2 separate regions of the Mus musculus genome follow, and region 1 is linked to region 2. Evidence: chromatin contacts called from public HiChIP or PLAC-seq data. All regions are on one chromosome and are shown on one strand. The core of a region is the stretch at or near the end of the contact, and the rest is flanking DNA. Distances in the headings are between cores, read along the strand shown. Region 1 has its middle 170 kb from the start of Ccdc59. Region 2 holds the start of Ccdc59 (coiled-coil domain containing 59).

The links. HiChIP or PLAC-seq counts read pairs in DNA pulled down with a chosen protein or histone mark.
Region 1: a contact with region 2 is called in an H3K27ac HiChIP or PLAC-seq map of embryonic stem cells, with 11 read pairs. The contact joins the enhancer-like site here to the promoter of Ccdc59 in region 2. A contact is called at or near these places in 3 of 39 promoter capture datasets (cranial neural crest and embryonic stem cells), 2 of 484 Hi-C or Micro-C datasets (both in embryonic stem cells) and 4 of 115 datasets of contacts at active chromatin or transcription factors (bone marrow-derived macrophages and embryonic stem cells).

What each region holds. Positions count from the first base shown.
Region 1 is chr10:106,003,680-106,009,503 of GRCm38.p6, forward strand. No RefSeq gene overlaps it. Among named protein-coding and RNA genes, the nearest start is that of Ccdc59, 170 kb to the left of the region's middle. Within about 2 kb of position 2,607, at least 25 of the 459 cell types and tissues checked have an H3K27ac peak or open chromatin away from gene starts, as enhancers often do. A contact at or near this core is called in embryonic stem cells, where this site is marked.
Region 2 is chr10:105,836,407-105,842,819 of GRCm38.p6, forward strand. It overlaps Ccdc59 (coiled-coil domain containing 59), which reads left to right and starts at 5,073. Exons shown (of 4, transcript NM_025602.3): 1 at 5,073-5,249; 2 at 6,136-6,413. The coding sequence starts at 5,096. It overlaps Mettl25 (methyltransferase like 25), which reads right to left and starts at 4,974. Exons shown (of 12, transcript NM_207522.2): 1 at 4,670-4,974. The coding sequence starts at 4,913.

The DNA of each region.
Region 1 (5,824 bases), core at 1,357-3,856, 160 kb after region 2:
CATTTTTAGATCCAGGATGGTTTTGTTCAGTTCCTTCACCTGGTTGGTTGTGTTTTCCTATAATTCTTTAAGGGATTTTTGTGTTTCCTCTTTAAGGTCTTCTACCTGTTGACCTGTTTTCTCTTGTATTTATTTAAGGGAGTTATTTATGTCCTTGTTAAATTCCTCTATCATCGTCATGAGATATGATTTTAAATCAGAGTCTTGCTTTTCTGGTGTGTTGGGGTAAGCAGGGTTCACTGTGGTGGGAGAACTAGGATCTGATGGTGCCAAGTAGTCTTGGTTTCTGTTGCTTATGTTCTTATGCTTACCTTTTGCCATCTGGTTATCTCTGGTGTTAGCTGGTCTTGCTGTCTCTGACTGTGGCTTATCTGTCCTGTAAGCCTTTGTGTAAGTACTCCTGAGAGACCAGTTCTCTCCGAGAGGAATTTAGATATGGAGAGATGTGGTACAGGGTCAGCTCTTGGGTACAGACAGAGACCAGAAAGATCCTGTCACCAGCTGATTCTTGGTTCCTGTGTCCTGATGGCTCTGGGAGGATCCCTCTTGGGCCAGGAATTTGAAGAGAAGTTTGTGGTATTACCTGTGCTTGCAGGTATGTAGGCACTCCTGGGAGACTAGCTCTCTCTTGGTTGTATTTGTGTATGTAGCTCTGTGGCCCAGACTGCTCTGGGCAGAGACAGAAATAGGAAGATGCCTCTCCCAGACAGCTCTTTTGTTCCTGTGTCCCAAGGTTTCTGGATGGGTTCCTCTGAGCACCAGTAGTGGTCCTACCTGCACTCACAGCCCGATCAGCCCTCCTGGGAGGCTTGCTTCCTCCTAGCACTATTTGGGTATGGAGCCCTGTGGCAGAGGATCTGCTCTAGGTACAGACAGAAACTGGAAGCAGCCTTCAATTATTAACTACTAAGCTTCCACTGCATATAACACAATATACTTTTATGTCAGCTAGCAATTGAGTCAGATTTTGAAAATGAAGTATGCCTCAGAAGCATAATGATAAATGGAAAGATACTTGCCCTTCCGATCTATCTATCTATCTATCTATCTATCTATCTATCTATCTATCTATCCATCATTGATCATTAACCACCTATCTATGTATCTGTGAACATAACTATCATTATCTATCATCAATCTATGTATTTAATATATCTATCTATGTTTTCTATTTTGTCTTCTCTAACATTAAATAATCCGGTATCTTTACTAGAGGTAATATATTTCTGTCACCCAGTTCTTAATGTGAAATGTCTATTGCTTTAAGAACTGAATGGAGGCTTTGTGTAGTTGAAATATGCTGTTAGTTTTATTTTTAGCCACAGTGTGGTGAACTGATATTTGTCAAGTATATGCTAACTCACAACAATACTTCTCTTGGAAAATGAAATTCTAAAGAAACAATTCATAAACAAACTTCTGGAAAATAGAGTCATAAATTGTTGTGCTACCAATATTTGTCAAGAAAATATGCTTTGGTAAATTTGCTTTTATGACATTCTCTCAGAATAAAACATGGACCTTCGCAACGAGGAGATATTGATATAAACCTTGGGCATCTTCTGCTGGCTCTCTAGCACTGACATTCAAAAGGTAAAGGAAGCAAGACATTTATTCACTGTGGTGTTTGCTTTAGCAGCCTCAAGGGTGATGTAGCACTGAGTTCTCCCCTTTTCTGTGTACGAATCGATATGCTTCTCTTTCTTGAGGCACACACAGAACTGTAAGGATACATAATGCACGTAGGAGGTGTTTCTTCTTCCTTCCTTCAGGACAGTCATTTTCATCAATTATTAAAATCTGATAATAAATGCTGATTATCCGAAAGTGGACTAATAAATTAGGAACTTGGTAGATACATAGGCAATTTCTCTGTTGAGGGAGATTAGTATAAATTAAAGAGGAAGTTAAAGCATTTTTAAAAGGCCCTTGAGGCTTATCTGTAATTGCAATAAGCCTTTGATGCCTGAGATGGGGATGGCATGAGAACAGACTAGAATATATGAGCAGTAATGCAAAATGGCAAGTTGAGTTTTGAGCTATTGCAAAGGTGTTAACAAGGCTAGTGCATTAATTACTTTTCTTATTGTTATGACTGAATGTCTAACAAGACAAATTTAAGGACAGAAAGATTTATTTTGGCTCACATATTGAGTGGATGTAGCCAATCGCTAAGTAGTTAGCTTCCTCTAGTTTCCATCTATATTAATCTAGGACCCTGGTCCGTGGGAGTGTGACATTCACATTTAGGGTGTGTCTTCCCTCCTCAGATAAATATTTATGGAATTTCCTTCAAAGATGTCCTAAGTGGTGTCTTCTAAATGTTTTTAAATCTAGGCAGGGTGACAATAAGCATTAACCATCATAATCAGAAAGAATGAAGTGATCAACATCATGAACTAGGAGATGTGGTCAAGCATGTCCTTCTATAGAATCATGAGAATTAAGTCTAATGTCCTGTGGTTGTAGCAGCTTAGAGAAAAAGGACTTAGTGTGGAGGATGCTTACAGAGACAAACAGATAGGAGGTAGAGAGAAGTAGTCTATATAGACTGCCAAGGGCCATGCAGGAGGAATGACAAAGGCTTTAGAATGCCTGGAATGTGACCCACCCAGTTAGCACAGCAAGATTGGGTGTGTCTCAGACAGTCAAGACCCCAAGGACATTATGCTGTTGTGGAGTTCTGCTCTGCTTGTTTCCCTCACATCCCTCTTAGTTTAAGAATTGTATGAAAACTTTAAGGAGGCTTCCAGCTCTTCCCTGAGCAGTATCACTGGCACTCACAATAATAGTGCTGGATCTCTTTCAGGCATTGCTACTGGGGCAAATGAATGATTCAATCACCACCCTAGGAAAGAATTTAGACATGTATATTGTCAGTAATGACCATTACCCTTAGAAAGCATTAAAAAAAATGTTAGTGATGTTTTTGATACAGGCTCTGATATAGCAATCTTAGGGAATCATTTGAAGTTCAGAAAGGCACACTCTTAACAGTTAAACTGGAGTGGGGATAAGAACAATGGCTGACATGATTCTCACTGAGACTAGACTGGTGATGATTGATTTCTTATGCCCATTTTTACTATCAGCTTTCTGATATGATTTAATAAAAATTGTTGATTAGTAGATATGCATTCTGAGGATTTAAAGCAGGAGTGACATTGTTTCTTATATAGAAGTTCAGATTTCTGACTTTTTTTTTTTTTTAAAAGATTCATGTTGTGGAAGATATTAAAAATGACCAGCAGGTTTTCCTCGCAACTGCCAGCCACTCTTTGTCCTGGCGCAGTCCTGCCAGGCTACTCTCTGCCCGCCAACTCTCCTACGGTCCGGAGCTCCCGAATTCCCTTCACTGTCAAGCCAGCCCTATGGCGGGCCAAGCCACTGGCAGGCAATATTTGACTTGTTATTGCCTCGTTGAGAATCTCTGACTCAGAGCTCCCAAGGGTCTCCACCCAGCTCACTAGGTTCTCACTGGCACATAGTTACCATGCCAGCCCCATCCATGCTTCAAAGCCCCCGCAGCCTTTGTGGTGCCAATCAGGCAAACCCACGCTTTGCTGCTGTACCTTTCTCTCTGGAACTCAGTCGAATCGCTGAGAGAAGAAAAAGAACACACAAATTTAGCTTAGAAACAATGGTAAATCAATCTCTGGACGCAACAACTAAACCGAATCTTGTAAACCTTATACATCAGATTCCTCCGGTGGCAAATCCTGATGGATCTGACATGATTCCAAGAAACTGTAACAGCTATATCTTGCCCTTATGCTATCCTGGTTCCAAAAGCCCCTAACTCTCTCCTGCTTCTTCTCTTCCTCTGTCCAACCTGGAAGTCCCTCCCACTCGCCCAAAGATTGGCTCCTTTATTCACTAGGTGATTGGTTCATAAGAAGTCACCTGAGTAGGTGACTCACTCCTTTTACAAAGCCCCTCCCAGGAAAGCAGAATTAGCATCAAATTACAAACAGCACCAGGCCCATCCACAGATTCATATAAGATTGCCTTTAAAGATAAATAATAAAATAATTAATCTTTTCTTTGCAGCCACAGATTTTGCCTTCCAGTAAGAGAAATTGGCTGAGAAAAGTGTTTTCCTTGCTCACACTTTGCTAATCTTTAACAAGTTGCTTAGTTGCAAATGTACATAGGTTCCTGGCAATAATTTGTTTTCTTTGCCTGTACTACCTAATGTTATTTCTTGTAAAGGTATTGGGGAAGATACTGTTTTTGCATAGTCATTCGCGAGAAGAAGAAAAAAAGAATGTAATAGCACTGTAATTATATACTATGTGAAAGGTTTTGCTGAGATATATAAGCTATGGAATTAAAAAAGAAGTATTTGTTGGAGCATGCTCCATCTACCAACTGTGTGTATACATGTATATATGTGTATATGTGAAATACTTGGAGCCTGCTTTGTTTCCACCATTGTGTGTGTGTGTGTGTGTGTGTGTGTGTGTGTGTGTGTGTTTGAATTTTCGCTTTCCTTTTTTCTAACCATCTGTACTGGCTGGTTTTGTGTGTCAACTTGACACATGCTGGGGTTATCACAAAGAAAGGAGCTTTAGTTGGGGAAGTGCCTCCCTGAGATCCAGCTGTGGGGCATTTTCTCAATTAGTGATCTAGCTGGAGGGCCCCTTGTGGGTGGGACCATCCCTGGGCTGGTAGTCTGCAACCCTATAGGTGAAACAACAATATGAACTAACCAGTACCCCCCAGAGCTCATGTCTCTAGCTGCAAATGTATCAGAAGATGACCTACTTGGCCATCACTGGAAAGAGAGGCCCATTGTTCTTGCAAACTTTATATGCCTCAGTACAGGGTAACACCAGGGCCAAGAAGTGGGAGAGGGAGGAAGGGGAGTGGGGGGGGGGGTTGGGTGACTTTTGGGGTAGCATTGGAAATGTAAATGAAGAAAATACCTAATTAAAAAAAAGACAATAAAAAAAAAAGAAAGAAAAAAAGAAAGAAAGCTGAGCAAGCCAGGGGATGCAAGCCAGTAAGGAACATCCTTCCATGGCCTCTGCATCAGCTGCTGCTTCCTGACCTGCTTGAGTTCTAGTCCTAATATCCTTTGGCGATCAACAGCAATGTGGAAAGTGTAAGCTGAAGAAAACCTTTCTTCCCCAACTGCTTCTTGGTCATGATATTTGTGCAGGAATAGATACCCTGACTAAGACACCATCCCTGAAGAATTTATTTGTTTGTTTTGAGACAGGATTTCTTTATGTCGTCCTGGCTGTTCTAAAACTTATATTGTGGAACAATTTTAAATGATCAGTAAAGAGACTTGCTTTCCAATATAAAATTACTTACAAAACAGAATATTTCCAGACAACATGATAGCATGTTTTGCTTGGGAAATCTGATTAAGAATTTAGACAAATTATTATCACAAATAATTAATTATACAATAATGCATTTAAATATTGTGGGCTATATTTTTGCTGATTTTTCTTCTCGGACTAGTTGCTTTCAACTTCTAAAGTTTTCTTTAAATAAATCCATGCGGTGGAAACCAGAATTCTCAAGACATATATACCAAATGAATAGATTAATTTATTTAATCATCAATAATTTGTTAAGTGCATCTTACCTCTCTGTGCTGGTTAGTTTTATGTCAACTAGACACCAGCTAGAACCATTTTGGAAGAGGGGACCTCAACTGAGAAAATGCCTTCACAAGATGAGCCTGTGGGCAAGCTTGTGGGGGCATTTTATTTCTCTTTTTCTTTTGTACAATATATTATGATAATTTTTTCTACTCCCCCAAATCATCCTAGATACTTCCCATCTCCCGGCAGAGCAGACTCTATGC
Region 2 (6,413 bases), core at 3,823-6,322:
GCTGACAAGAGTATCTTCCTGATAATTATCTTCACAGTGATATAAAAATATCTTGTATTTATTTCTATAAATATTCTTATTCCTGACATATCTTTCTCTTTTCCAACCTCCTGTGTTGATCTTACTGTTAAAGTTAAGAAATCTTTTTATCTTTCACATTGTGTGTGCCTTTCATTTATGTCTAGCTAGCAACCTAGCCTGATGTAAATTGTCTTTCATTTGAAAATCCCTCCTCATCGCTGCTATGGGTCAAACCCCTTAGTTCCAGCACTACCCCAAAAGCCTCATGGTCATGTCCCTTTGGATAAAAAGCACAATGCCCACCCCTCCATGGTGGAAGAGTTGAGCGTGCTTTTTCTAAAAAGGAAACTTTTATCCCATGAAAATTTAATAAAACTTTTAAGGTTCTGGCTTCTTCAATAGTTGACTGCAAGATTTAATTGTTAATTGTTTAATAGCCAAAAGTTAAGTTTGTCTTTCTAAATTTAGAAAATGGGTTGTGTTAAATTCTACAAACTTTGCAAATATCCATCATACTGTAATGCACAAAGAGAACAAATATAATACATATTGTTGCTTTTAGTGTGAATCAATTATATGATCCAATTATGTGCTAGGATTTATCCTTTTTCTTTTTTTTGTCTAAACAACTCTAGCTTAATTTATAGTTGCATATAAAATGAAAATATATTATTGAAACATGCAAACCTTGCTTTTGGATGAAATAGTACACATTAAGGACTGACACGCAGATTTTTACTATACCAATATTAACATCTTAATGAATGCACAAATACAGTCCATCACTCTTTAAGCATCTTCACAATGAACTACATTACGTTTGAAAATGAAACTAAATATAAAACTAGAATTAATCATAAGAATTGAATTTAAAATTTCTTTACATAGCTTATTTTTTTTCAGAAATAAACTATACAATGTGACAAATTTAGAAATGCATTTGCTAAATAAAATAATAGATAAAAAGCAAAGTAATTTAGGGGTGCATACTATTGTCAAGTTGTAGTCATGGACACTAAAATGGCACGGAGACCCTCAAATATATAGATAAAGAACAGGGGTGGGGAGAAAGGTCAAGGCTAAAATGCTTACCACATAACCACGAGGACCACAATCTGGACCCTCTACCCTCCTAAGAAAGACAGATGAATACAGGAGCCGCCCTGTCCTAGGGGACTTCCTACTGAGATGGGGAAAGACCGTACTTGAGGAAGAAAGGGTTTATGTCCCAGTCAGTCCAACACTAAGGGAAATCAAGACAAGAACTGGAGCGGTCAAATCCCTGGAGGTAGGAATTGAAGCCGAAGCCATGGAGAAATACAGCTTCCTGGCTTTCTCTTCATGGCTCTGTCAGCTTGCTTTTTTATACAAGCAAGGACCACCTCCTGCCCAAGGGAAGCACTGCCCACAGTGAGCTGGGCCTTCCCACAATATTCTTGAATACAGAAAACTTCCTCCAGACTTGTCTGCAGGCCAGTCTGATTGATAAGAGGGCCTTCTCAATTAAGGTTTTTCTCTTCCCAAATAACTGAAGCTTCTATCAGGCTGACAGAGCTACCCAGCCCCTGGCTATAATTCCAGCTTGTGGGAGAGGGAAGCAGGGAATCCTTGGAAGGGCAGACTAGCCAGACTAGCCAAAATGGCAAGCTCTGGGTTCAATGTGAGACCCTGTCTGCCACACGACGGGTGTGGAGAGCAATCAAGGAAGACACTGAACATCAATATCAGGTCATAACACACACGTACACCCACATGCATGTGCGTCCCTCACAAGAACATACATATCCATATGTACACAGACCACACAAGCACATCAACATGTGGAAGAACAGTGTTTTAGTGAAGAACAGCTTGACTGTGGGGCAAACAGTAAGAATTTTATTGTACAGAATTTGAGAGAATAGCTTGAAAGCAATGTAACAACTGAGATACATACATGTTTTATGTCGTAAGAGTAAAAAAATGGCAGTTGATGATTGCTGGCAGATGAGGACACATTTTCCTCAGGGGTACAGCCTGACAAGTTGCTCATGCTCCAGTAAATAACGCTACATGCATACTCATACAAGCAATTCTAATTAAACACAGGGGGACGCACCACAGGCATGAATGCATGCACGCGCACACACAAAGACATTAAAGTCGGAAGGAGGCTAATTAGGAAGAAGAAAGCAAGGAGTTAAGCAGGAGAGGGAGGGAACAAAGCAAGGTAATGATGGGTGAATATGATAAAAGCATGCTATATACATGCACAAAATTTTCAAAATAATAAAAATGCCCTTTATATGCTAAGAAGGATTTAAAATGTTGACAGCTGATTTGAGACACACAAACAACTAGATTTGAGAAAACAAAAGCTGCATCTCATATATGTATCACATTATACACACACACATATATCTATACACATATACATCACATTCTCATGTATATACATCACACCAAGTACACGTACATATATATCACATCACATACATATACATCACATACATATACATATACAACATATCACATATACATGCATATACATCACATACATGTTCATACACATCACATCACATACATGTGCATATCACCTAACGTATCCTCTGGTCAATGCTTAACACATAGGATTTTCTTGTATTCATCTAGAAAGACTATAAAAAATTAATTCTTAAACTGCTGTAAATGAGAGAAATGAGAACAAAATCCCAGTTAGAAGGAATGCTTAAATTTGCATCGTTTTGTACAATTGCTGAGGTCTGTGATCTCCCCTGGGATGTAGAATTTGCTTAACCTCTTCCACTGCTGGATTTCCTCACAAGTTTAGAAAGAGCTTGTGGTAGATTGAACAGGAAAGGCGTCACAGATCATGTCTTCCAATGCTTGCCTACAGGGAGTGGCATTACTAGACTTGACTCTGTTGAAGTAGTTGGGACTTGGTTGCTGGAGGTTGTGTCACTCGTGGGTGGACTCTGAGTCTCAGCAGCTCACCCGAGGCCTAACGGCAGAGTCTCGTCACGCAGCCTGAGGATCAAGACGTAGGCCCTCAGTGCTGGAGAGATGGCTCAGCGGTTAAGAGCTCTTCCACAAGTTCTGAGTTCAACTCCCAGTCCCCACATGGTGACTCACAAGCATCTATAATGGGGTCCAAGCCCTCTTCTGGTGTGTCTGAAGACAGCTACAGTGTAATCAGGAAAAGAAAAAAAAAATCTTAAAGAAAAAAGAAAAGATGTAAGGCCCTTATTTAGCTCCTTCTCCAGCCATGTCTGCCTGCATCGCACCATGCTGTCTCTTCACAGAACTAGATGACAAAATCCGAAGGACTGCTTCCAATAAGTCAGCTCAAAAAACAGCTGGGAATTCATAAAACTCAAAAAGTTATCACGTCCAGAGTCTAGTCTCTGAATTGGTACTCAGACTTTTGCACACACACACACACACACACACAGAGGAAACAGGAAAAAAAAACTTTTAGCAAAAGCAAACTGCAGAACATACAATAGGCACCAATGAATCAAGCTATTAGTATATATAAGGTAATAGCCCATCAGGAAGAGACAAAGTTAAACAAAGGTTTGCTCTGCACTTAAAAGTTTTGTTTTCTTGTATTTTCTTCGTTTTTTTTTTCTTTTTGAAAGCCAACAAGAGTCACTTTTTTTCAACAAATATTTTATAGAGTACTTAATGTATGCCAAATAGTTTCCCACACGTTGGAATCCTGGTTAAGGCAAATACGGTTCCTGCTTTCTACAAGTTTATGTACCAGGTTATCAACGCAGAATACTATGGGAGCAAACTGAAAGGGTGTCTAACTTTCCAACAACCAGGAACTATTGCCCAAGAACCAATGTGTCTTAAGTTCTACCATTATAACCCCCCCCCCTCCATGGCCCCTACCTCCGCCCCCGGGGCACTTTGCATTTACAGGCTGCTTCAGTGATTAAGTAAGTTCACTAATGCTGACAACATCTGGAACACCTGGAAGCAAAGCACAAGCAATTCCAGTAGCTGCTACTGTTCCTGTTCCTCTATTTCCAGAATAGAATCTAAGTTGGTAGAATCTAAGTTTCTTGCGGGTATCAAACTCCAGAGCCTAGAAAACACCAGGGTGCATAACTGATATTGAAAATACAGTTTTCTTCTTCTTCTTCTTCTTTTTTTCCCCGAGACTGGGTTTCTCTGTGTAGACCAGGCAGGCCTCGAACTCAGAAATCTGCCTGCCTCCGCTTCCGCCTCCCAAGTGCTGGGAATTAAAGGTGTGTTTTCAAATTAACTAGCGAGCACTCAAAGCTTTCACTATCACCATCCTAATCCACGATACCTTGTGCCGAGTAGGAACTGGCTCTTATTGGTCCCCCAAGTCCACTTCTACTTTGTATTGATCATCACACAGCCTTTAGATGTTTTCAAAACTAAATTGTTGAATCAATAAATGAAGGAACGCCTCTTCCCCGGGTTGACTACTTTAAGTTGTGGAACTTGACCAACACCCAGATTAGAACCCAGAGGGGACCCCGCCCGTCTCCATCCATCCTCGCTATTCAGCTCCCTCCAATTCATCTCCTAGGTAACAGCATCCTTCAAGTCCCTGCCACTTCCGCCGAGTTCCACCAGGGGGCGCGCTGACAGCCCCCGCCCCGCCCGCCCCGCCCGCCCCGCCAGTCACCTGATCCCGTCTCTGCCTCGCGCGGCTCGGCCTCCACCGCCGACTCCCTCAGCGCCGCCAGCACGCTCTCAGGGGGCAGGTCGACCAGCTCCTGCCAGACCGACTTGGTGTAGAAGTCCACCGTGTGCGCGCTGGAAATGGCCAGGGCGCCCCTGAGGAAGCTCAGCAAGCCCTGTAACTTGTCGTGCAGCGTGGGCAGGTCCGGGGTCCTGGGCAGAGGGCAGGCCGCCGCCATGACGCTCATCCTCCGGGGCTGCAGGTGGCGCCAACATGGCCGCGCGACCCCTCTCTTCCCCGCCGGAAGCGGCTCAGGCTGAGGCAGTCGAGCTCCGAGCACGCGCCGGGTTGGGCGATTGATTGCTTCCGCCTCGTGACGTGTTAGGTCGGCGTCCACTGGCGTTCCAGGAACTCCCACCGTGGAAAAAGATGGCGCCTTCGCGGCCGTCTTCCAAGTGGCGGACCGGAGGGTTTGCGGCGCGTGGGGAAGGGATCTCTCAGGTCAGATTCGGAAACCAGAATGGGAAGCGCAGGACTTGGCGGCCGAACCCCCAGCAAGCCTTCCGGGGGAGCGTGCGCAAGGGTAAGGAGGGACAGCCGTGGAGGAGCGCTCGGGCCCGCCGAAGTCGAGGGAGTAGGATGGGATCCGGCTTGAGATCGGGGAAGCCGTTCCTAAGCTCGCCAAGTCCGAGAGCTTCTCAGTCCTTTGACTGAGAACCGGACGGTGCGGTCAGCTTCAGTGATTTAACGCAGATCTCAGGTCTAAGCGAAGACACGGGGCGTCTAGAGGTGCGCTTGGCTAAGAAGCACCCAGACATACTTGCATCTCTACTACAGCAAGTATGTAATATAGATACAATATTACATTAAAATACTCTGCCCCAAAGCTTTGATAACCAAAAGACACCACAGTAGCCCTCCAGTCTCATACTGCTGCCTTCCTTAGATTCGATTCGATGTCTTGTCTTTGAAGGCCTCTCGTTGCATGTCAGATGCTTAAGTGGTTTTTGTTCGATCTAAGAATAATCGACAGGTGTTCAGAAAGTTGTACAGTACCTCCCCCTTTTGTTTTGTGTTGTGTTTTGGAAAATAAGTGATTAGTAAGATCCTCCAAGGGAAAAATACTAGACTACTCTACTTTATTTATTAAGTGTTTACTGAAGACCCAAGTGAGATTGTATGTGGATTAAATAAAATGTAATTTGTGGATATGAGTCTAAATTCAAGGTGAGCAGTAAAGTTTAGTTTACTGTACTTAGAGTTTTTAATGTGATGTCTGACAACTCGCTGTTACCCTTATATTTAGGTAAAGGGCCACCTTGCTCTTCAGTGTACCATTAAATGGTTGCCTAACCTTATCTTTAAAGCAAAGCCAAGTAATTCTCTCATTTGAATATAAAGTAAAAGAAAAAAATATTTAGTTTTCATTTTCTGTTAAAGTAATTGTAACTGAAATCCTTCAATGTTAGGACAAGGTTTTGCATTTCGGAGAAAACTGAAGATCCAGCAAAATTACAAGAAATTGCTGTGGAAGGTGAAGGAGGCACCAGCGTCACAGGAGTCCCAGTTCACAGATCGTTACCCAGAGCACCTGAAACACCTCTATCTGGCCGAAGAGGAAAGACTCAGAAAACAGCAAAGAAAGGCTGGCCTGGCTTTGTCAGAAGAACAGGTTGACCGGCCTTTGCCTGAAGAGGAGGGCAGCACTGAGCAGACTTCCTCTGAAGAACCGCCAGGTGGTCACCAG